Linked DNA regions of Mus musculus: regions 1, 2, 3 and 4 are each linked to region 5. The links are chromatin contacts, called in public Hi-C, HiChIP or PLAC-seq and promoter capture Hi-C maps. All regions are on one chromosome and are shown on one strand. The core of a region is the stretch at or near the end of the contact, and the rest is flanking DNA. Distances in the headings are between cores, read along the strand shown. Region 1 overlaps Dpp6 (dipeptidylpeptidase 6). Region 2 holds the start of Shh (sonic hedgehog). Region 3 overlaps Dpp6 (dipeptidylpeptidase 6). Region 4 has its middle 59 kb from the start of Paxip1. Region 5 holds the start of Insig1 (insulin induced gene 1).

The links. Promoter capture Hi-C pulls out the DNA fragments that hold promoters and counts their contacts. A called contact is a pair of places that touch in the nucleus more often than the background predicts. HiChIP or PLAC-seq counts read pairs in DNA pulled down with a chosen protein or histone mark.
Region 1: a Hi-C map of erythroblasts shows a contact between it and region 5, with 2.4 times the contacts expected there. The contact joins the enhancer-like site here to the promoter of Insig1 in region 5. A contact is called at or near these places in 3 of 39 promoter capture datasets (embryonic stem cells, hippocampal neurons and stem cell-derived epiblast-like cells), 1 of 484 Hi-C or Micro-C datasets (erythroblasts), 4 of 115 datasets of contacts at active chromatin or transcription factors (embryonic stem cells and fetal liver) and 1 of 9 other capture datasets (embryonic stem cells).
Region 2: a contact with region 5 is called in a promoter capture Hi-C map of embryonic stem cells, with 3 times the contacts expected there. The contact joins the promoter of Shh here to the promoter of Insig1 in region 5. A contact is called at or near these places in 2 of 39 promoter capture datasets (embryonic stem cells and stem cell-derived epiblast-like cells), 1 of 484 Hi-C or Micro-C datasets (embryonic stem cells) and 1 of 115 datasets of contacts at active chromatin or transcription factors (embryonic stem cells).
Region 3: a Hi-C map of cortical neurons shows a contact between it and region 5, with 5 times the contacts expected there. The contact joins the enhancer-like site here to the promoter of Insig1 in region 5. A contact is called at or near these places in 3 of 39 promoter capture datasets (embryonic stem cells, hippocampal neurons and liver), 5 of 484 Hi-C or Micro-C datasets (the N1E-115 cell line, cerebral cortex, cortical neurons and 1 more) and 3 of 115 datasets of contacts at active chromatin or transcription factors (differentiating embryonic stem cells, embryonic stem cells and extraembryonic endoderm stem cells).
Region 4: an H3K4me3 HiChIP or PLAC-seq map of the 230-238 cell line shows a contact between it and region 5, with 11 read pairs. The contact joins the enhancer-like site here to the promoter of Insig1 in region 5. A contact is called at or near these places in 4 of 39 promoter capture datasets (cranial neural crest, embryonic stem cells, hippocampal neurons and 1 more), 1 of 15 datasets of contacts at CTCF or cohesin (embryonic stem cells), 11 of 484 Hi-C or Micro-C datasets (cortical neurons, embryonic stem cells, extraembryonic endoderm stem cells and 3 more), 17 of 115 datasets of contacts at active chromatin or transcription factors (the 230-238 cell line, T-cell acute lymphoblastic leukemia, embryonic hindbrain and 8 more) and 1 of 9 other capture datasets (embryonic stem cells).

The regions. Positions count from the first base shown.
Region 1 is chr5:27,705,868-27,710,410 of GRCm38.p6, forward strand. Dpp6 (dipeptidylpeptidase 6) reads left to right here. Exons shown (of 26, transcript NM_207282.3): 18 at 3,583-3,681. Among named protein-coding and RNA genes, the nearest start is that of Paxip1, 83 kb to the right of the region's middle. Within about 2 kb of position 2,609, at least 18 of the 459 cell types and tissues checked have an H3K27ac peak or open chromatin away from gene starts, as enhancers often do. A contact at or near this core is called in erythroblasts, where this site is marked.
Region 2 is chr5:28,464,738-28,469,392 of GRCm38.p6, forward strand. Shh (sonic hedgehog) reads right to left here and starts at 2,364. Exons shown (of 3, transcript NM_009170.3): 1 at 1,724-2,364. The coding sequence starts at 2,026. 9530036O11Rik (RIKEN cDNA 9530036O11Rik) reads left to right here and starts at 2,247. Exons shown (of 7, transcript NR_015562.2): 1 at 2,247-2,611.
Region 3 is chr5:27,675,693-27,680,723 of GRCm38.p6, forward strand. All of the region lies in intron 16 of Dpp6 (dipeptidylpeptidase 6), which reads left to right. Among named protein-coding and RNA genes, the nearest start is that of Paxip1, 110 kb to the right of the region's middle. Within about 2 kb of position 1,714, at least 25 of the 459 cell types and tissues checked have an H3K27ac peak or open chromatin away from gene starts, as enhancers often do. A contact at or near this core is called in the N1E-115 cell line, cerebral cortex and cortical neurons, where this site is marked.
Region 4 is chr5:27,730,488-27,734,848 of GRCm38.p6, forward strand. No RefSeq gene overlaps it. Among named protein-coding and RNA genes, the nearest start is that of Paxip1, 59 kb to the right of the region's middle. Within about 2 kb of position 2,149, at least 24 of the 459 cell types and tissues checked have an H3K27ac peak or open chromatin away from gene starts, as enhancers often do. A contact at or near this core is called in the 230-238 cell line, cortical neurons and hippocampal neurons, where this site is marked.
Region 5 is chr5:28,068,578-28,073,168 of GRCm38.p6, forward strand. It overlaps Insig1 (insulin induced gene 1), which reads left to right and starts at 2,835. Exons shown (of 5, transcript NM_153526.5): 1 at 2,835-3,218. The coding sequence starts at 2,861. The region is part of intron 1 of Gm35223 (a long non-coding RNA gene); the gene reads right to left.

The sequences.
Region 1 (4,543 bases), core at 1,359-3,858, 360 kb before region 5:
CAGAGAACCAGGAAAGACCCAGAGGTCTTATTCCCTGCAAACAACTCTCAGGGGACACAGGAGCACCAGCAGCTTACCTGTGTGCCAAACACAGTATCATCCTCCATGAATGTAGTACCCCTAGTTGTTGGACACATGCAGCAGCCCTCATCGTGATGTCCAGCATGATGTTGGAGTCTAGAAATAAGACCACTTATCTGACCTGACTCTGCCCTCTAGATGCTCAGTGGTTAGTCAGAGAATCAAGGAGGAGAGAAATGGCCCAAAAGAACATTCACTCTGTGTCACAAACTATCAAGCTGAATGTAACAAGGAAACAGGGCTCAGAGTAAAGACAGATCTAACCGAGGTGGACCAAGTTGAACTATCTTTATACTTCTGGGTCTGTTCTTTGAGTTAGCCGAGGGATGTAGCCCGAGGTAATGTAGCCCGAGGGATGTGGATGGACTCTGCCACAAAGAGCAAGCACAAGGAAGAATAATGCATGGGGAAGCAATGAAAAAAGTCAGTGGGGGTGGGGGAATGGGATTGCCTGACCATCGGATGCCCTCGCAGCACACTGGAGAAGCAGAAAGTACATCTATTCACACAGTCTGGAGTGTCAAAGTCTACAGAAAAGAAACCTGCACCTGAGGGCCAGGTAGCCCTTTCCCCTCTAGATCAGTTGCTTATGATTTCCATTGCAGTTTGTTCACTAATTTCCAATGTCTTGGCAGAGCAGTGATTGCTCCAAGCCCCAGGGCCATGTGGGAACAGCCCGCAGGCCACACAGCCAGGGGAGTGGCTTCCTGAGTAGACATTTGTCTCTGTGGGCTCACTGTGTCCAGATCTGATAATAGCTAATTCCACCAAATATTAGAGGGGCTCACATTTAATTAAGGAGTGGCCATGTGTGTGCTGCAGCCTGGAGGTCCCTGCTGCCCCGCAGTCAGAAGCAGAGTCCTCGGGGAATGCACCGATCTTTTCTTATATCTCCTCTGAGCTCCTGCCCTCTTTGAATGCAATTAGGGGAACAAATAAACTAACTTAACCCAACTCCCCCGTGAGGCCACCAGTTCTCTGCTGATAAGCCCGGCTGTGTGGGCAATCATTAAATGGGAAATCTAATATTTAACTAAATTTAATAGTCTGTTGCTTTGGTGCTCTTCTGCAGAAAGTGGGATTTCAATAGAGGGGAGCAAGCTATTCAAAGGCAGCCTGAATAGTCACTGAGGAATTAGAACCTGCCACGCCCCACACAAGGCCAGAACTGACAGGGCTGGACGTGGATAATGGGAATTTAGTCATCTCTGCACTCGCTCTAGGAAAGCCTCGCTGGGTGGACAGCCACACATATTTGTGATCTGAGTTTGAACCTCTCCCTCCAAAACAGCATGTAAGATTGCAGAGTGACATTCAAAGCCAGCTCATGTGAATTACATTTAAGGAGAGTTGAGCCAATTGTGAGAGACTCTGGGCAGGTCCTGGCACCTACCTGCTCACACAGATGAAGTTCCCATAGGGCCCTGGTGGCAGAAGCTGAGTGAGATCCATGTACTCATCTTTGCTGATTGTGCTGATACCCATGAGCTCCTATGTGTGCAGCCATGTCACCCCTATCTCCCTGCACACACCCCAGGTCCCTTCCCCATGCCATACCTAGATGAGTCACATAGTCAGTCAGAGTGATAACCATGGAAGGTTCTTCCAGGTTGTCTTAGGCAGAGCTGTGATGAAACACCATGACCAACTTGCAGGGGGGAAGGTTTATCTCACCTTATAGCTCATCTAGGTTACTCCAGGCAGGCACCTGAGGAAAAGACTGAAGCAGAGGCCCTACAAAGTGCTGCTTACTGGCTTGCTCCTCGCGGAGTGCTCAGCCTGCTTTCTACAGAACCCAGGACCACCAGCCCAGGGATAGCACCATCCACCAGGAGTTGGGCCCTCCCACATTAGTGATCAATCAAGAAAATGCACTACAGACCTGTCTGCAGGCCAGTTTTATGAAGGCATTCTCTCAGCTGAGGTTCCCTGTTCCCAGATGACTCTAGCTTGTACCAAGTTGCCACAAACCCAGCCAGCACAAGGGGACCCATGAGCGGAAGCTTTGACATAACATCTTAAGTCTATGCCCTGATTCTTACACTAGCTTGGGTCTGGGACTATCAGAGAACCAGGTCAGAATCCCAGCATTCACTGAACATTAACTTCCATATGTAATTAGTCTCTCAAATGCCAAAGACTCTACAATCAATTTGCTGGACGTTCGTTTCCCGTTGTGATGTTGAATTCACACATGGAGCAGGGAATGGTTAGCAGTCATCCCTCGGTTTCCTCAGGCAGGCTGAGCTCTGGCACCTTACAGAGCATTGGATTCCTGAAACCCCTGGAGTGTCTCTCAGTCCAGTTTCATTTGTCTTGGAAGGATGGCAAGAGACCACACAGGGGTGGGCAGGGGGAAGGAGCTTCAGGCAGAACCAGCGTCTGCCAAAGGTGAAAGGTGAAAGCCGTAGCTGCTGGACGGCCATGTGTGCTTGGCAGCTTGCCAAGCGTTTTCAGCTGCTTATCAGCTCCTCACAGGCACAGGAACTCCCCCGCCCCACCCTACCAAAAGTATGCCATTCCTGCTCCCACAGATGGTGGAGATCGTGGAGTCACACAATGCTGTGTGTTACCCACAGCAGCCATGAATTAACTAACCTCTGATGCCTTCAAGAAACAAGACTGTGGGATGGTTTTGTTTTCAAGGGCTCATGAAAGACCCCAACGTTCCTCATAGGACCATAGCTTTAAAATATTTTCTGATCCTAGCCTAGACACGCTAAAGGCAGAGCCCCTTGAAAACAGTTCCCTTTTACATTGAGCCACAAGCCAACCCTACATGTAACCTTAAAGAAAGCAAAGAAAAGGAAGACCTGTGGGCTTACTAGGCATGAGAGGGTGAAATGGGGTCGCACAGCCATTTCAGCAGGTGAGCAAAATGGGCTTCCTTCCTTCCAGCTGAAGAGATTTCTGACGTGGTATTTGTGTGTTGTAACCTGAAAATGAAGAGCCATGCAGATAACCCAACAATACAGTCACCTAGCCACCATGCATGAGGGGGTAAGCCCTCAAATTGCAAAACATTGCTCTTGGGACATTGCTATCTGTGACTATGGTCACCAACTCCAAGTCTCTAAAGACCAGATAACTTACAGGTTAAAGCAAGAAATCTGGGAGTGGGTTAACTGATAAAGGCCACACAGTCTGGTGTCTTCTCTGCTGACATTGCCTGGTTGGTGTGGCTGTTTTCCCCCACAGATAAGTGGTATTGCTTTTCTTGAACCCAACAGACTTACAATGGATCACACCAATGCCATACTGAAAAGGAGGTGGGCAGATGGAGCATAGAGATCTCTGATCTGCCCATATTTCTGATTTGATACTAGGGCCCCAGGTCTTGAATGAGCTATCTGATATCTCATCTTCTCTCTCTGTAATGCAGTAAGCAACGCCCAGGGCTGCTTGGGTGAAGCAGTGTAGGAGGTGTGTGAGAACGCCCCGCCCACCCACCTGCCCCTCTAGTCCCCAGAATCCAGTGTGTTCTTCTTTCCCCACTTCTAGGAATGTTTGACTTGGAAGCAAATGAGGAAGTTCAGAAGGCTATCAACGACCGGCAGATGCCGAAGATTGAATATCGAAAAATTGAAGTAGAAGATTACAGTAAGTACTGCTCTTCTGCCCTTTGAAAGGTCACCCTTGGATGGAAGCTCGGCTCTACCCAGGTGCCTCCCTGCTTGGCCACCACCTTATCTCCAGCTCACTATCCACTACCTCAAGATGATCTGGTAACAGCCAATACCACAGACAGATTTATGATTCCTCCCCTGAAGACAGCAGGACAGAGCCTTTTCTCTGATCTCCACCTCTATCCTCTGTACCGTGCTGTCTTCCTTCCTCAGTGTCCTACCTTGGTGCTGGCTGTGGGCAGTGTCCTTGCAACTGGAGAAATGCATCCCGAGGGTGTTGACACTGCCCTCCTCCTGCCTCTCTTCTTTCACACTCCAGCCACTGACTCCACACTAGACTATAAGATCCAACCTGTTTGCTGGAATCAGCTAGCAGCAGCTGGGAAGTTACCAACACTTCACATGCTTCCCAGCTCACTGGCTGACTCTAGAATTGTAGCTGCCCACTGTCCTTAACTCTAGAGAAAACCCCAGTGTCCAAAAAACCTCATCTCCTTTCATCTCCTTTCTAGGTTCTCTAGCAAATGGGCCAGGACAGCTCAGTTGCTTAAACCCACAAAGCTCAAAGGTACCCAAAGGCCTTCATGCAGATCCCTCTTGCCATCATCTCTGCAGTCATGGGCAGGCTTCAGTTTCTGCGAGGATTCTGTCTGATCCATAGTCACTGGACATGCTCTGTCTCAAGAGTTGAGGGTGGCCAGGCTTAGGGAAAGCAGACTAGACTCACTGGAGGGGCAGGTGGAGCTATATGCCTTGTAGGTACCTTCCTGGGCCATCTCCAAGATTTCTGCATCTGCTCTGGCTTGCTGATGGAGTTGGCATATAAATACCCTTTT
Region 2 (4,655 bases), core at 1,114-3,613, 400 kb after region 5:
CGCCCCCACCCCCAACCCCCGAGCGCGCTGCAACCCTAGTCCCGGGATCGATAACGCAGGAGTAAGTGGAGCTGAAAGGCGTCTACCGTGGCTCAGCGCTCTTGCAGCTCTGCGACACGCAGAGGCCCGGCGCTCTGGGCACCGGAGCCAGACCGCCGAAGACCCCCCTGCAGACCCATCCGGGCTGAGGTACCCTACGTGTCCACGCCTGGCCTCTTTGCATCAGTAATCTTTTACCTCCTCACACCTTTCCAAGGACCTCCTCATCCTGAGACGCCCCCCCCCCCCCGGGGCACCCAACCAGGGGATGGGTGCCCGGAGCCAGAGAGAGAACTCGCTCCTTCAAGCCACACCAGTCGGGCGCCCCGCGGTCCGCGCAGAGTTAACTGTAGCTCGCGCAGCTCTCCGGCTCCCCCGCGCGCGCGCGCCCACACTCGCGGTCCAGATTTAAGGTGGTCGGGAGCAGATGAGGGAGATGGAGGGAGAAGATGGAGGGAGAACAGCCCTGTATTCAGTCTCCACGATTCCTCTTTGCTCCAGTTCTGGCCCGCCACCCTAAGGCTAGTCTCCTAGGCTTCCCATACAGCAGGTACCCGGTGGCGAGATGCGCGTCGCGTCGCGCGGGCTGTTCCACTCTTGTTTTCTCCAGCCCCCGCCCCCTGCACTTGCGCCCCGCCAGCGCCGCTCCGCCAGCCGCTCGGCGCACCTAGCCCTAAAGGTAGGACTTGAATATTTTAATAGGGCAGTAAAAAGGATGCTGACCTATATTTGCAAGGAAACCCATTTCCAGCTCCAGTCATACGTGCATGGAGTTTCAGAAAGTCTCGATTTGGCTGGGAGATTGGCAGCCTGGAAATCTCAAAGGAGGTGGGATGGGAAGAGAGGCTCGTGCTTTGCTTTGCCGTCTGTCCATCCACCCTCGTCGCCGAATATTTATTCGCTTTTAATTCTTATGCAAGCAGGTTAAAAATTAAAGCGATTGCAAAGCCAGCAAGTTCCAAGTCCCTCCCCTAAGGTACCGCGGGCTCTGGAGAAATGAGGAGCATCCTTAAAGAAATATCAATACATTCTCTGACCGGCACAATTGAGGACGATGGGATCGCAGTCAGGCTACGCGATACAGTGGGGACAAGACGGGCGCCTCTGGAGCTCCTGCCTTTTGTCAGAACTGCCCCCAGGCTTTCTCAGTTACAGTTCTTTGGTGGTGGTGGGGTAAAGGGTGGGGTGGTCTTGGGAGAAAAACACAGAAAAGGAAAAGGTAGGAGCTAGGGGACGAAATGCTCCAGGCTATGTTTGCAGTGACCTGGAGGCCCTTTGAAGTGTATAGGGGCATCCCCTCTCCCTCCATTTTCTGCCTCCACTTGGAAAGGGCAGACTCCCTCAGAGTAAAGGTCTTTCTAAGTTTCAAGCTAGAATACAGGTAGTTAGAGGAGGTCGTCCCGGGAGACTAATTAAATGAGACTAATAAAATGAGACTAATAAGATAGAGAACCCCATCTTCTGGTGCCCCATTCCAGCAAACCCTAAACTTCCTGCTGGACCCTTCACCTCCTTTTTCCTCCCGGAAGAGGAGTGCTAGGTGGGCAGGTGGGTGGGGAAGGAGAGAGCAAGCCGCCTTCCTACCTGCCCAAAGAGCAAACAGAGCAGGGCTGACTGCTTGGTCACACGCACCCCCCCCCCCTCCCGGGAAGGAGTCTGTTTCCCACCCGCAATGGGTCTCTACCTGAGTCATCAGCCGGTCTGCTCCCGTGTTTTCCTCATCCTTAAATATGATGTCGGGGTTGTAATTGGGGGTGAGTTCCTTAAATCGTTCGGAGTTTCTTGTGATCTTCCCTTCATATCTGCCGCTGGCCCCTAGGGTCTTCTCGGCTACGTTGGGAATAAACTGCTTGTAGGCTAAAGGGGTCAGCTTTTTGGGGTGCCGCCTCTTTCCAAACCCCCTGCCGGGCCCACAGGCCAGCCCGGGGCACACCAGCAGCGAGGAAGCAAGGATCACCAGAAAACATCTGGCCAGCAGCAGCAGCATCTCGTCCGCGGAACCTGAGGACTTGTGAGCTGTCCCCGCGCTGTCTGTGCGCGAGCGGGTACGCGCGGGTGTGTGCGTGTGCGCTCCTCCTTGCGCTCGGCTCTCCCTTCCTCGCTCGGCTCGTTCGTTCCCTCTGGCGCTGCCTGGCTCTTTCTCTTCCTATATAACCTTGCCTGCCGCTGCTGCAGGGGACTTGTCTCCGATCCCCACCCAGACTGGGGCTGCGATGGCAGGCTGCCGGTCGCTGGTAACGGAACACATCGGAGTTGGGTCTCGAGACAGCAATTAAAAGACAAAAAGAGCCTGATTTTAAATGGTAGCAAGGCTGGAGAGCTTGTGAGACAGGCTGCCTTTCGCACTATATTATAGCTGGCAGGGGCGCATCTGATTGGCCAAGCCGCACAAGCTTGTCTTCTGATGTTAACCCTGAGAAAGACTACATTTCTCCCCCCTCTGGCTGCTGTGGCTTTATTTTCACCTGAAGGCTTCCAGTTTAAAAAAGAAAGAAAGAGAGAAAGAAAGAAAGAAAGAAAGAAAGAAAGAAAGAAAGAAAGAAAGAAAGAAAGAAAGAAAGTCTTTACTAAGGTAAAGGTGGGTGGGAGGGAGGAGGCCTGTTTATTGGAAAAATACCCCGCACTGCCTGCTTTGTGCTCAGGGCTGCTTCCCCCTTACTTTCTCTAAATGGAAGATGCTTTGGTTAAAGCCAGCATAAGTTTTTAAAGGACAGTCCAGATGCTCCCCCCCCCCCCACAAGCTTTGACCATAAAACAGCCTCTCAATTGTTTGAGGGCAACGCTGCCTCCCTCCTGTTTGCCTTATTTACACCCCATCCCCAGATGTGAGTGTACAGGACAGACGTCACGGGGTTGTGAAAACAGCTCACCTGAGCATCTCCTGAATATTTAGCATCTTTAGATAGAGGATAATCACAGGTGGCCACAACCTAAAGAGTTGCTGTTTTAAGTGCCCTAAAATACTGTCCTTTATTGTATCTCACTGACTGCACCACATTCAAGCCTCTGCAGGTGGATGGATGCATCCCAGCTGAGGGGCAGGTAAAGAGTGTCTGCAGAATGTGGTGGGGTACATAGGTTCAGTGGGTCTATGTGCTGCACCCCAGCATGGAGGGCAGCTGGTGTGTGCTTGGTGGGTAGAGGTGATCTGCCTGGGGCAACTGAAAGTGGGCAAGGCTGCATGCGTGAAGAACCCCTTCCAATCTATCCTAGCAAAGTGCAGGGCTGGGGTAAGTTGATGTGGAATTCAGGCTCCTTAACACAGTTGTATTTCACAGGAGCTTTGCAAGCTAATTTTCAAGGAAAGAAGCTGGCTAGGTGTAGGGCCTGCAGACTGAAGGTGTTAGGGATCTAGAGGACAGTGTTCTGGCCATAAGGGGCATCTTAGAAGAGGATATGCTGTCTAGAGGTCACTACTCTTGGGGTGTCCAACACTCTTTCAGGAAAAAGAAAAATTTCCAGAAAAGTCTTAGTTGAACCAGAAAAATAGAATGTGAAACGCTTTGTTTTTATAGATCATAGAAATCTGCTCTGGCTTTTCTCCCATCCTACTCACAGGCAAGATTCCTCTAGGATGGGCGAACTATTTATGTGGAATGGAATACCTGCTTAGGGACCGAGTCCTCCAGTGTTATCCCATGAGACCAGCCTCTGGCTCTTGATCCTGTCCCAGTGCAGGGAGAGCCCAGCAAACCTGAAGCTCAGCTGGCAGTGGGGTTTTCAGAGGACTTAGAAACTTGGTTGCTTTTGAGTTAGTGTGAGGCGAGGAAAGTGCTTGCTACTGTCTACTGTGAGTCTCAATGGCAGTATGGCAGAGCCTCACCATCCCAGGCTTGGAAGGGTTGACTAAAGCCCGCACACCTGCCCTCTCTGGAGTTTTCTATCCTTTGATTTATGAGGACCAAGTACAGATTCTTAGTGGGAGTTGGTCCCAGCTTCACGAAGACCAAATAAGAGCCAGACTCTCCAGCCTGTATCCTCTGTGTACATCCCCCATCAACTAGAAAAAATGGATACAAAGGGGACCCACTGTTCTTGATCCAGAAGAGTGGGCCTGCCTGGCATGTGGCTTTCATATTACTAGCCGGTGGTGGGCTAGACAAGACTTGAGCATCCTGGAGCCTCATTTTGCTTCAGTATTTCCTTGTTCTCTGTGTATGCTGACCAGCACTCTCTTCTTGATGTCTTTGAATATAGACTGGTGAATGGATCATGCAACTGTAGACAGCTCTAGTCAGCTTTGGATTGGCAGTGGGGAGTGGGTGGGATTTCCTGGGGAAGGAGGCAGAAAATAAAGGCCACATTTCTCCCTGTGGTCAGGCTCATGATCCTGTTCTCAAGACAACAAATATGAACTGTGATTGCTTTTATCCAAGCATTTCTGTAACCTGGAGACCTGGAATACCTGCAGATGTGATTTGGAAACAAACCCCTAAGCTGCCAGTGTTCTATGTGGGCACAGCTGGCCTTGGAGTGCCCAGACATGGTCACCTCCCTTTTGGCTGTGAAGAAGGAGGTGACTTGGTTCTGCTCTGGCCCATTGCTCACCCCCACTCCATCTCTAGGGACAATGGATGCTAATTCCAAGAGAGCCTGATAAGGGCCGGCCTTCCTGG
Region 3 (5,031 bases), core at 464-2,963, 390 kb before region 5:
TCAGTGCCTTCATCACCGTATCAGTTACTCTTCTGTTACTGTGATAAAAGATAGCCATTGTAATAGACATAACTCTCTTTAACATGTATTTATTATATTTATGAGTACACTGTAGCTGTCTTCAGACGCACCAGAAAAGGGCATCAGATCCCATTACAGATGGTTGTGAGTCACCATGTGGTTGCTGGGGATTGAACTCAGGACCTCAAAAAGAGCAGTCAGTGCTCGTTACCACTGAGCCACCCCTCCAGGCCCCTAGACACCACTCTTTAACAGATTATTTAAACCATAGTAACAAGAAGTTTTGTGTTATAATGTGTTTCCATTTGGAATGGTAATGTCTGCTGTTTTAAGAGTTGCCACAGAGACCCACTCAGGGTGGGTGCTGTACCTCACCCGGTCTCGGACACATGTGAAGGCACCCATGGAATGATGAAATCACAAGTGCCCTATTCCTTTCTTCTTTTCTTTCTTTTTTCCCTTCCTCCCCCCCCCCTTACCTTCATCGCCTCTTTTTCCCTTATCATTCCTTCTCCTCCCTTCTCCTTGATTCTCTTACCCAAAGCCTTTCCTGGGCAGGGGTAGAGCATGCATCCTCACAGAACAGTCCAGCATGGAATGACTAAGCCCAGCCCAGTGATATGGGTAGTCCTCTACCTCTGGGCCCACCCATGGTGAGAGATAGGCCAGGGTGTAATGTCATGGTACCCATAGGAATGAATGCAACATGGAATATGGAGGCAAACATGGTGGGAGAGCTTAGGGGGCAGGAGTTATAGAAAATATTGTTCATTGCAGGGACACATAGAAATACTGCACCTGTGTCACTCCTATCCCTTCTTACCTCTTTCTGAAACAAAGTTCCACTATGTAGACCAGGATGGCCTCAAACTCACCATGTAGACTAGGCTGGCTTCAAACTCACAGAGTTTGAGATCCACCTGCCTCTGCCTCTGAAGTGTTAGGATTAACATACACACACACACACACACACACACATATGATAGCTGAAAGTGTTTTCACTCAGGGGGTGGATTTGATGAGTTAGATGTCAGTGATAATGAGAGCCAAGTTCCTTGTTATTGGGCATGGAGGTTGAACACATGAGAACATAGAAGAAAGCCCCAGAGAAATCCTGGTGGTGCTGAGCTGGAATTTCAAGTGGCCACATGAGATCTGGTCTCTGCAGTGAGCCTTGACTCTGCGGGTCTTGCAGGGACTGTGGTGATTGCTCTGGTGTGCCCCCTCCCATGTACATCACCTTTCCCCTAAGCCAGTCATGACCTCCCCTCCCGTGTACATCACCTTTCCCCTAAGCCAGCCGTAACCTCCCCTCCTGTTTACATCAGCTTGTTGCTGAGAATCTTCTGTGTGTGGACCCAGATCTATGATGAGAGAGGATACCACCACCACCAAAGGGTTTAAAGGGGTGGGAGAGGACACTTAAAACCAACTGGCATTCCATTCTGTGGGTGCTGGAACATCCCTGTGGGGACTGACAGCAAGGCACTCCCCCACTGTGTCACAGGAAATCTGTTGGAGCCAAGATATTCTGGGTGCATAGCCCCTGGCGGGTGCTGACACACTTAGGGATGTATGGGGTGACTGGGAGAGCATCCACAGGAGGCCAGTGCTCACCTCCTCCCACCACAGCAGCCAACCCTACCCCCACCTTTCACAGATGAGTCAGTCCCACAGTACCCAGCAGTGGCTGAGAGCCAGGTCTTCCTTGCACTTGTCAGAGGACCACAGCTGCTTAGTTTGCTCTCTGTGCACAGTGAAGCTGAACCTTTGCAGAAATCCCATAGATCTCCATGCCGAAGCCCTGGGTACGGCCTGTACACAAGAGGGCGCTGCAGCCCTGCACATTGCTCTACACAAGAACCCCTGCTGGGCTGTACATGGTTTCCTAGTTCTTAGTGTCAGGGTTTCCCCATGCATGAACATCACCACCTGGTTGGAATGCGTCTGACTCACTAGGGGACACAGAACTGAACCCTGGTCTTGAGAAGTCCTTCTGTGGTATTGAGTGTGAGGCAGACACCAGGCTCAATGTTAAACACAAGAAGATGAAACACAGGGAGGACCACCCTCAGGGAGTCCAGAATCTAGGAGAAGAAAAATTGGAAGAACCTTTAAAGAAGGTTAGCTGGTTACCAGCATATCCCTAGTGCCTCAGCTCAGGCCTGGTCCTCTCTACCTTCTGGTAGGGCTTAGAGAACCTGTGAACAGTTCAGAAGTATGAAGGGCATAGGAGAAGGTACAGTGTGGCACCAAAACAAACAAAAAGGGAAGCACTTGTTTAACTGTCAGCTTGACATAAAGTAGAATCACATTAGGAAAGAGTCTCGGGGGGATTTTCTAGCCTGGCCTGGCCTGTGGGCATGTCTGTGAAGGTTTCCTTAACTGGGCTAATTATGTAGGAAGATTATCCTTAATGTGGGCAGCACCATTTCACGGGCTGGGCCTTGGATTGAATGAGGAGAAAGTATGAGCTGGGCACAAACACGCATGCGTTTATTCTCCCTGCCCTCAACTGGGCATGTGACCAGCTGTTTTAAGTTCCTCCTGCAATGAGGGTCAGTAACCTGGATAGACCCCTTCTTCCTTCTTCCTTTTTCCTTCTTCCTTCTTCCTTCCTTCCTTCCTTCCTTCCTTCCTTTCTCCTTCCTTCCTTCCTTCCTTTCTCCTTCCTTCCTTCCTTCCTTCCTTCTTCCTTCTTCCTTCTTCCTTCCTTCCTTCTTTCCTTCCTTCCTTCCTTCCTTTCTCCTTCCTTCCTTCCTTCCTTCCTTCCTTCTTTTTCTTCCTTTCTTTCTTCCTCTCTTCCTTACTTCTTCCTACCTTTCTTTCTTTCTTCTTTCTACCTTTCTTTTTAAATGTATGAGTGCTCTGTCTTCATGCACACTTGCATGCCAGAAGAGGGCATTAGATGCCTTTATAGGTGGTTCTGAGCCACCATGTGGTTTCTGGGAATTGAACTCAGGACCTCTGGAAAAGCAGCAGTGCTCGTAACCACTGAGCCATCTCTGCAGCCTCTACCCTTTCCTCCTGAAGTTGCTGTTCTCAGGATAGTTTATTACAGAACCAAGAAGCAAAGCTGTAGGCAGTTGAGCAGTGGCTGTTTGTGACAGACGAAGAGGAGGGAAAGGGGCAGCCAGAGGAGGACTGGTGTGAGAGGAAATGGCATGGAACAGCAAAGGCTGAGGGGAAGTGTGCAAACCAGGGAGTGCAGGCAGCCATAACCCTGGAGTATAATGACACCTACTTTGTAGGTTGGCATCAAGTTCAGTTTTAATTTTTAAATTCTATTTTAGTGCATTTATTTTGTGTCCGGGATGTAAGGGGAATACAAGACAACTGGCAGAAAGGGCTCTTTCCTTCTACCATGTGACTTCCAGGGATTAAACTTGTATTGTCAGGCTTAGCAGCAGTGCCTTTACATGCTAAGCCATCTTGTTTAGCCCTGGGATCAAATTGTTTATGACCAGAGAGTTAGAGCGGGATTTAATAGTTGGTACTGCTGGTCATGGTGGTTATGGTGACAATGACAATGACATTGCTACTATTATCATGATGGATTTGATGACATGTTTATGAAAAGGATGCTGATGCTGATACACAGATGCTATTATCTTTGTCACAGCTCTGACTCAGCATCCCAGAAGCTGACTCAGCATCCCAGGGGGAGCCCTTCAGTCCCCTCACATGCTGCTTACAGTGGGGGAAGCTCAATTTTTATATGATGACTAACAGCATAAGTCAACTTAACCACTAGTTAGTAATGGCTGCTCCATTTCATCCTAAAGTGACCAAAGTTTCTGTTTGAAGACAAAATTTAGTTTGTATGAATGTTTGTTTGCATGTACATATGTGTACCTCATGCATGTTTGGTGCCCTCTGAGGCCAGAAGAGGACATCTGATCCCTAGGAACTGGAGCCACAAACATTTGTAAGCCACAGTGTGGGTGCAGGGAATCACAGCCAGGTCCTCTGGATGAATGCAAGTGTTCTTGACCACTGCGCCATCTTACCAGCCCTCAGACAAAATTTGTGATGGACAAAGAAGATTTATGTAGACACAGAATTCCTAATTTTTTGTGAATGGACAGTCTCTAGGATCAGTGAAACTGTCTATGGAAAACATGGGCTCGGGTGGACTATCCTGGGCAAGGCCTTGATGCATGACACATGCCTTCATGCCAAAGACAGTGAGAATATTCAGATACACATTTCTCTTTTAGGTCATCACCATGGTTTCCAATAAAGAAAAAAAGGAAGTGGGAAAACTTGCCTGCACAGGCAAACCCTTTTCTCCCTCTGTCTCTCTCTGTCTCTCTGTCTCTCTGTGTCTGTCTCTGTCTCTGTCTGTCTCTCTCTCTCTCTCTCTCTCTCTCTCTCTTACACACACACACACACACACACACACACACACACACACACGCCATGCCACCATGAGCAGAGATAACCTGCGACAACAAGGGATGGAGGGAGGTGTCTGTAAGTCAGGGAGTGCTGGCCACCACCAGAAGCTGCCAGAAACTAGAGAATTCCTATGGGGTCACAAGGAGTACAACCCTACAGATGCTGGGACCTTGGACTTCAGGTCTCCAGGCTGTGTGCATCTCTAGGCTGCCTCACTCTGACTTGAGGTTTGCAGAAAGGAACTTACTGTAAGCCAGTAACATTCCTGGCTCTGATGAAGAGGCAGACCCCAAGGCCTGTCACCAGCGCTCAAAATCAGCAGTGCCTAACCCCTAGTTAAGTGCTGCAAGGAGACTTAAACTATGGTTTATGAGGAAGGAACTGAGCCCCACCTCCTTGTTTAGAGGCCAGCTATCTTGTAACAACTCTGACACCAAACTTGTCCTTATGATCTCTCTAAAGTCACGGTCCATCTTCCAGCTGGCAATGTCTTTGCTCCAATCATCCCATGTGCCTATCAGTGCCCTGGAGGTGAGCACAATTTCTGTAACTGTTGGTGCCCAGCAGAGGGCAGCATAACAACCTCGGGCACACAGTGACCTGCGAGAG
Region 4 (4,361 bases), core at 899-3,398, 340 kb before region 5:
AGGAAGGGGAGGAAGGAGGAAAGGGAGAAGAGGAAGAGGAGGGGAGGAGAGGAGAGAAACAGAGCACACTGGTGGCAGCTGGATTGAGAGTTGTTGTAAAGTTAAAGAAACAGAAAAACAGCAGGGGCTGCACAGAAAACCTCTGTTAGCCTGGAGCTGCTGATGTGCAGAGACATAGAGTTTGTTTGTGTCCTGACAGGTCCTCAAGGAGCCAGGACTACAGTCAGGCACTGTGGCCTTGAGGGCACCTCACTTTCGGGCACTACGGGTCAAGTGTTTCTTGTTTACTGCTGTGGCAAATGTGGAGGCCTTGGGTTTGGAGTGCTGCCATGGAATGGGAGCCAGAAAAAGGACACCCAAGGAGACTGACAGTCCCCGTGTTCAGATTCAACAGGAAGAAGACATTTAAACACAGACACTGTAATGGGATTCTGGCCACCTTCTGGGCGATGAGGCTTAGATAAGTTATTTAGAGGAACTGGGGTTGTCTCCAGCTGGGAAGCAGAAATTTTAATACTCAAAACTGGGCTATGGCTGTGGGCCGTGGCTATGAGTTGAATTCTGAGTCATCTGAGTGTTACCTGTCATCAAACATCCTGTGGTGATCTCCTGAAGCACCCATGGGGGAGGGGGGGCTGAGACCCAGGGGCAAGACCCATGGGATCCCAACTCCCTGAAATACAGCTATTCATACCAGTACCACAGGCAATTGTGCAGGGTGTTGTTCCCACAATAGGTACCCAGAGCCTGATGCTGTGAGCCCAGAAAGGTCAAGGAGCAGACTTAGAGCAAAACAGGCAGACTTCTACAAACCATGACTTCTAAAAGCATGAGGACGGCTGGGTGGGGTGCTGTCGGGGGAGCCCTGGAGAAGGTAACATTTAAGTCAAGGCTGAGACCAAGTAGGCAGTGAAATGACCCAGGAAGTGGGCGACTGCACAGGAGCCCCCTGCCTAAGAGCCCCAGTGTTGTCAGGGTAATGAGGAATACACTGGGGTACAGGAGGTATCAAGGCCTGGCATTGCTGCTGAAGAGCAGCTCTGCCCATCTCAGCACAACTGTGCTGTCTCCTGCCCTACTTCTCTCCTTGCTGCCCCCAGGGAGTCTGAAATCATGCACATCTCTACCTTACTGGCTCAGTCACTGTGCCAAGGCATTGGACAGGATCCCTATTGTCAGCTCCCAAGAATTTTTCTGGGATCCTCACATATTGTGAGGGCCCTTACCACACTGGAGTGTAATCATGAGGCCAGCCATGATGGAAGAGAGTGTTCAGAGAAGGCAAGAGCTCTACAGTTCCTGTGGACACCCTCCCCTCCCCTGCCCTCCCCTCCCCTCTCTCCCCCTTGGTCTGGCTCTTCCCACTTAATCTGGGTAACTGGTCTTGTGAGAACATGCCCATGGTCCTAGCCTGATTTCCAGGTGGCTAGGAGGCAGCTAGATGAGGAATGAACTTGAGCAGGTGCTCCCCAGCTCCATGGTGCTGTGTGAGGGCTGCAGTTGCCATAACCAGCTTGATGCCATCACAGAGACTCTGAGCTGGAGACACACAGGAACCGAGTGGATCTCTGACACTCTGAAACTAGATCACAAATAGACATTGTTCTGAACTGACAAGTGTTTACTCCATCATTGACACTCACCTCCTCCCCAGTGCAGGAGGCCAGACCTGAGCTGCTTCGTGGGACCCAGGGATTCCCTTGACCTCGTCACAAGACACCAGAGGTCTCACCTATGCAAACCCTCTATGACTGGGCCTTCTGGGTAGACAGTGGAGGAAGTTCTATGGCTACCTGCAGGCCTTTCTGCTCCCTGTGGCTCTGGCTTGCCCTTCAATTTCTTCTGTGTCAGCCAGAGTCACACAAACCAGCAAAGGCCTTGACATTCAGTTTTCTATGGCTAAATGTGCCTTAATGGCAGGCAGGGCTGGCTTCATATCAGATAATAGAATCTCACAGCTCTGGTACTGATCTGACAGCTGCTAGCAGCTACAGAGCCAGAGAAATGGCAGCCAGGCCCCCTCTATGTCTTCAGTGTAAAGTCAAGACATGAATTCCCAAGGTCGCCTGCCCTGACAAGCTATAGCTCAGCTCGCTGTGATGTGTCATGCTTGCTAACTGGTATTTCTCCAGCCAGACTGAATTCTTCGTGTTTCCCAGAAACTGTGTCACACATGACTGTCTCAGAGAAAGAAGTGACCGCAGCAAGCTAGCTGCTCTGTTCCACTTGTGTCTCAGACCCTATAAATAACACATCAGATGTCACTAACTCCCTAACTGCATGGGGTGGGGGAGCCTCATGTTATGTTTTATAAAATGGCGGTGAGGCAGAAGGGAACACCTGGGAGGGCCACTGAGAACCAGCCATAAGACAGGCTTATTATAAAAGAGTATATTTGCAGTAAAGGGACCTGGTGAAGGGGGTAGAGGCAGAGAAAGGAGGGAGACAGAGAAGAGAAGGAGAGAGAGAGAGAGAGAGAGAGAGAGAGAGAGAGAGAGAGAGAGAGAGAGACTTCTTATATGTGAGCCAAGCTAGTACGTGGCTGTTGCTAGGTAACTGTTGGGTGGAGCCTAGAGAAAATACTAACACCCCATGGTTACTTATCATTTTGTTTGAGTAGAGACCCCATCTAATCCATCCTGAACCAGGAAACAACCAGAGGAGATGGAGCCATACTTGTGGACACACAGTAAGCCGCTGAGGACCACTAGTGTCACACAGGACAGTCGGCAGGACCTTAGCCAGCTCTCACAGTAGGCAGAGCCACCAGAAGTCTGTTTATCAATGAAATTCCCTTCACGTGTTCTGTCTATAAAACACCCCTGGGCTTTGAGAGCAGGGGTATGCTATCAGCGGAGTGCACAGGCAATCAGCAGAACAATCTCCACCCAAGAAAGCTAATAGTCTATGAACCCACACCTTATCCCGCCACGGGATGACATAGACCATGCCAGCACCTGCCCTGGGAGTTTGCTCATTGGTACAAAGTGCCTTCCAGAAAAACCCTAATATGAGACCAGTGAGATGTCTCAGCAGATAAAGGCACCTGCTGTCTGTCAAGCCTGATGACATGACTTCGATCTCCTGGACTCCCCATATGTATACATACTACATAAACAAGCAAAGCCACCCACACAGGTGGGTGTTGATGACAGGACAGCCTGACAGAAGGGTCTGGAGGGTTGGGTCTGCTTTGTATCACTGCTTCACTCTCTTAGGCCTTCTGTCCACACCCTCTGGGAAGGCTGCTCTACAGGAACCTCTCTTAGGTGGAAAGCCCAGTGTCACAGTAGGGGCTTTAAGTGAAGTATCAGTGGGTGGTGAATCTGGCCTCCCCACCCCTGGGTATCAGCCACATGCTTGAGCATCTCTCTGTCTTATCTTTATGATGACATCTGATCATGGTATCCATCTTGATGTTACCCAGGGTAAAATTGGAGACTTGAAAAGCAGAGGGACTGACAGCAAAGTGGGGTCAGGAGAAGCATCTAGAGACAATTCCCATTATTCCAAAATGAGGAAAGTGCCTAAGGTACCTAAGGTCAGAGGGTCACTTCCTACCTGCACTGGGCCCCTGTACCATTCCTGGGAGTCGCCTGGACCAAGCCCTAAGCCAAATCCCCAGCTCTCCTGTACAGCAGGGTGCCACACCCACTCCAGTGAAGTCTGCGTGACAGGCCCAAAAGCTTGGATGCAGTCCTGAGGCAAAAAGTTTCATGGAAACTTAGTCTCCTGGAGCCTTGGTATCCCATAGCATGAATGCTCCAGATTTGTCCTTGCAATAGTCGGTATTGTATTATAGGTAATGCTACTCATTCAGACGAAATGCCTCCAGTGTTGATAGACAGTGAAAGAAATCAGACACTGCAGTTTACTGGGTAAGAGCTAGAAATCTCAGGACAAGTTCTACAAAGCAAACTTAGAATTATAGCCGAGTCACTTCCATATGCAGGAATTTACAATGGCCTGGGAAGAAGGAGGGTTGTGGTTTAAGGAGGAATATTGCATTATTCATGAAAAGGCCAGCAAGAGCAGAATCCCCTGGTTCAAGCTTTCACAAGGCTCAGAGGAATAGCATAAATTGTGACTAGGGTATGAAATCTTCACCTGGCTCCCTAATGGCTGACTTTAGAAAGGGCTGCCTTTTATCTCAGTTTTAACCACTGCCTAGTTCCTGCTGATCTTTATGCATGCATTTTTGTTTTGTGTCAGATAACTTCAATGTACCTTGGCTGATGTGTCACCTAACTTCTTTGTTTTCTTCTGTAATATAAGTCTGATGCTCTCTTTGAGAAATTACATTCAGATACAGCACTCTCTCTATGTCAGTGTCTGTTTGTCACTTTCCACCGACTCCTTGC
Region 5 (4,591 bases), core at 1,585-4,084:
AGTGGGTGGAAGCTGGCATTCAATACCTGGGACCCACGTGGAAGGAGAGAAGCAACCCTCCAACCACACACAATAAATAAGCGCTTAGAAACCAGAAGCAGGGTGACTAGAGATGGTTAGCAGAGTACCCAGGTGTGGTCCCAGCACCACATGGTGACTTATAACTATCTGTAGTTCCAGTCTGAGGAGATCTGTCATCTTCTGGCCACCTACATGCATGTGACACACACACATATATTTACACACACACATTAAAAATTATAAGCCTTCATAAAATAAACACTTAACAAAGCCACATAGGCTTCTGCATAGAAACACACTTAGAAATGCATACTCTCGCTGATATGTTAACCGCAGCTTGTGCTCAGTGGAGGGGAGAAGGCTGGCATGTGTGTGTCCAGGTGCATTTGTGCACATGCAAGTGGAGGTCAGGGGTAGATCTCAGCAGTCTTCCTCAATTGCTCTCCACCTCTTTTTGAAACAAGGTCTCTCTCCGAACTCAGAGCTCAGTTTTAGGTGTATGATCCAGCTACCATGCTCCAAGGGTCCTGTCTGCCTCCCTAGTACTGGGACAGACATGTACTGCTACATATGTGGCTCCTTGTGGGTTCTGAGGGATCAAACTCCGTTTCTTATTCTTAATCAGCAAACACGTTACTGACCAAGTCATTACCTCACCCCAGATATGATTCTATTTTCTGAACAGTCTACAGTGAGCAAGGGGTGAGACTACATTAAAATAGCCAATCTACTTCCTTATCTAGTCCGTTTTAAGAATTAAGTCACAAATGATCATTGGTATTATCCCAGGAAGAATGGCAGAGATATAGATAAAAAGCAATGGGTGGCTCCCAGGTAAGTTCTCAGTAGATGGAAGCACCTGCAATCAGCAAAGCTGTAATGATTAACATGAAGTGGTACAGTGAAGGGCCAAGGAGCTCCACCTCAAAAGCATCTCCCTAGCAACCCCACTCATCCTCAGGGCCAGAGAAGGGACCCCTGATCTTCCATTTCCAGTATGCATTAAAAACAAACAAAACAAACAAACAAAAACAAAAACCTAGCAGGCCTTGGGTATCATTTTTGATAGGCAGGCAGCCTCTCCAAGAGCCTCAGTTTGAACTCTTCTCTACCGTCACCCTACATTCACTGAAAGTGAGGTAAACTGCTCATGAGCCCATAGCAGCCCCCGTGGGACCCCCAGAGAACCAGGCCACAGGGTGTATCCTTCATGGTCCACAGGGCACCTTGGTCTGCATACCACAACAGCCACCAGGGTTTAAGCCCACAGCTTGCTTTGTCCCGGTGCAGATGAGCTGGTCAAGCAGCAGCAGAGGTTAGACTGCATTAATACTGGCTTGGGTAAGCAGAAGAAACAACCAAGTTGGTAACAGAGCAATTGTCTGAAGATATCAACCCCTGCCCCCAGGCAAGCATCACAAAAGCACACAAAGTATTATTAGAACCTCTTAGCCTACTTGGTAAGAATTATAACAAGAGGAAAAAAATCCGGGGGAGAGTCTGTAAAGACAAGCAAAATGGCTTGAGAAAAAGGGACTGAATTACATCTCAGTGCTCACAAGACAGATGCTTGGTGCTGGGGCGTGGGTGCAGGGTCTGGGACTGTCCCATCAAGCCAGCTTCCTGCAAGTGACTGGCATGTCTGTTCCTTAGGGCCAAGTTTCCTATGAGCGATGTGTCTGTTCCTTGGGGGCAAAATTGTGTGTATTTACACAGGTGTCGCTTTCTCAACATCTGTTTAGAGTACTTGCAGCTGATGATGGGTGGTAGAGGCAGCACCTGCTACATCCCACAGCAGAGACTCACTGCCTTTAACAATTTCCTATCAGCTGAAGCTGGGCAGGCCCTCCTGCTTTCTTGCTGTCAAAAAGGCTCCCATGTTGCTGTAATACACCATACAGTACTGATGTCCCCAACCCCCGTGTGTGTATGCCCATGAAACCTCACATGCATGGACTGGCCAGAGTGTGGAAAATGGCGAAGACCCAAGTTGCAACATTCCTTGAAGTCAAAACTGCTTCAAGCTCTTCCAAACAACGCATAGAGCCGCCTAAGAGAGGAGTGGACAGGCTGTGAGGGAAAGACAGCCAGGTCTCCACACCCGTGTCACGCTGGGAAAATGACAGCCCCCATGATCTCTGAGAAACAGCCTGCTTAGGAGGGTGACTTTGTTTTACACTTTTGGCACAAAGCCACATTCCTTACCTAAGGTCTCACACACACACAGTGCCTTTTCAGGCCTGCTCACCACCCTGTGGTTTTAGCCGGTGGCGTCTTGGCTAGGGGAGCCCTGGTCTGAGCTGTGAACCTGCAGAGCACTTGCCATTAGCAGCCAGCCCAAGCGATCCCAGGTCTTTTAAGCACTCAGGAGGGTTTGCGCTCCGGGTCCTTTCCTTCGGACCTGCGTGGACCTCATTATCTCAGAAACCGAGGTCCGGCAGCGCAATAGGGCAGCATCGGACCATCTGACTCGCTGGCCGCCCGCTCCGGTGCCCGCCCCGGCGCCTGCCCGAATAGCGCGCGCTCGAGCGCGTGCCGGGCACCAGCCCCACCCCCCCGGTGGCGTGTGCATACGTCATATGGGCCGCCCTCCTCCCATTGGCTCCGGCGGCCTCACCAGACCCCGAGCGGACAGGCGCGCGGACAGGGCGGGGCCGCTTGAAGACACGCCCCCCAGCAGGGCGCGCGGGCGGCGGATAGGCTGGGTGAGGTCACGTGGCTCCGGTGGCAGCCTGCCTTATAAGCGGAAACCGCGCGGGGCCGCGGCCGCTCCTGGGCCGTCCGGGCGCGGTACGTGTAGTGTCGTGGCGTGTACCTTCCATGCTGTGCCTGGACGCCGATGCCCAGGCTGCACGACCACGTCTGGAACTATCCAAGCGCGGGCGCTGCGAGGCCGTACAGCCTCCCGCGAGGCATGATTGCGGCGGCCGCTTGTCCGCAGGGCCCCGGAGTCCCCGAACCCGAGCACGCGCCCCGGGGCCAGCGAGCGGGAACCACAGGATGCAGCGCGCGGCCGGGCAGCTGGCACCACGACTTGGTGCAGCGGAGCCTAGTGCTCTTCTCATTTGGCGTGGTCCTGGCCCTGGTGCTCAACCTGCTGCAGATCCAGCGGAATGTCACGCTCTTCCCCGACGAGGTGATAGCCACCATCTTCTCCTCCGCCTGGTGGGTGCCCCCGTGCTGTGGCACGGCAGCGGGTGAGTGCCTTTCCTTGTTCTTGGGGTGGGGGAGGGGGATGAAGGGACACGTCAGCTGTTAAAGTCACCCTTGTTACAAGAAAAGGAGAACGGAGAGGGTAGGAAACCCCAGACGTTGGCGAGCGACAGGCGGAAGTTGGAGGGACTAGTGATGGAGATGAGGTCAGGAGATAATTGGCAGTTTAAGTGGAGGAGTCGCAGCTGTCTCGTTGAGCCAGAAGCCAGGATTGGCCGCCTGGAGAACTGGTGAGGGCAGCACCACGCAGCTATTGGCTGCCTGAGCAAACGTGCTACCTCGCTGGATAACTGAAAACAAACCATCACGTGCGCTCAAGAGGCAGTTGCCAGGGGACAGACTTCTCTGCCTTCTGCAGATTGTGGCTATCAGCCAAACCTTCTGGAACTCCGTGCCCAGTAGACTTGGGACAGGAGGAAAAAAGGAGCCTTTGGGCCTAAGCACACCTATGGTGTCACCTCTTAGGCCCAACGAAACTTGTAACAGTGCCACAGTCTTTTTTCTTTCCTTGATCATTTTGCTGCTTTTTGCCAAAAGTGTTGAGTAATTACAGTCCAACAGATCCTGCATAGTTTACAGTGTACAGCGTTGATAACCATTTGTCAAGTGTTTCTCCCCCCTCAGCCCTGCTTGTCCTTGTCCTGTCCTGTGTAGGTGGGCAGTATTTGCTCAGGTGCATCTTTCCTCCAATCTGCAGCCACAGGACAGCAGGAGCAGTGCCTGTCTGCTTTGAAGCCAGCTTTTATTGACTGCCTGCCTATGCTTTATATGCTGGGCTTGGGTGCTGTGCTGTAGCTGAGTCATGGGTTAAATGTAGGATGCAGGACACTTAACTGTTGATTTCCAAGGCTGCTTGCTCTCAGGCTCACCTGCAGCATTATGAGGGTCAGCCACATGACAGTTGTGTGCTTCTTGGTTGTTTTGGACTGGGGGTGGCCTCATTCATGCTAGGCAAATCATCTGCCACCAAACTACTATCCCCAGCATTTAAAAGTTCCTTGGGGAATAAGATGGAGATTTGAATTCTCTTTTCCTTACATATGAAACCTAAGGCTCTTTGAATTTGAAAGTTTATCTTCAACATGAAGCATCATGTTTGTGATGAAAGTTTAAGGGAACCCAGTAAACCAGTTTCTCATCTGAATATGAGGCTGGACTGGTACTGCTTTCACCACTGAGGCTGAGTGCCTGTGTTCACACTGGACAAGGTGGGACGGCAGCCTGACTGAGGTCTTGTGCCCTGTGTCCATGAGACTGCTCCCACTTGTACTGCAGACAGTCCCTCCCTTCCTGGGTTTTACTCTCTTTGTGTCTTCTGGAGTGCCCAACTTCTGCTGTCCAAATGTTTTGGAGTCCA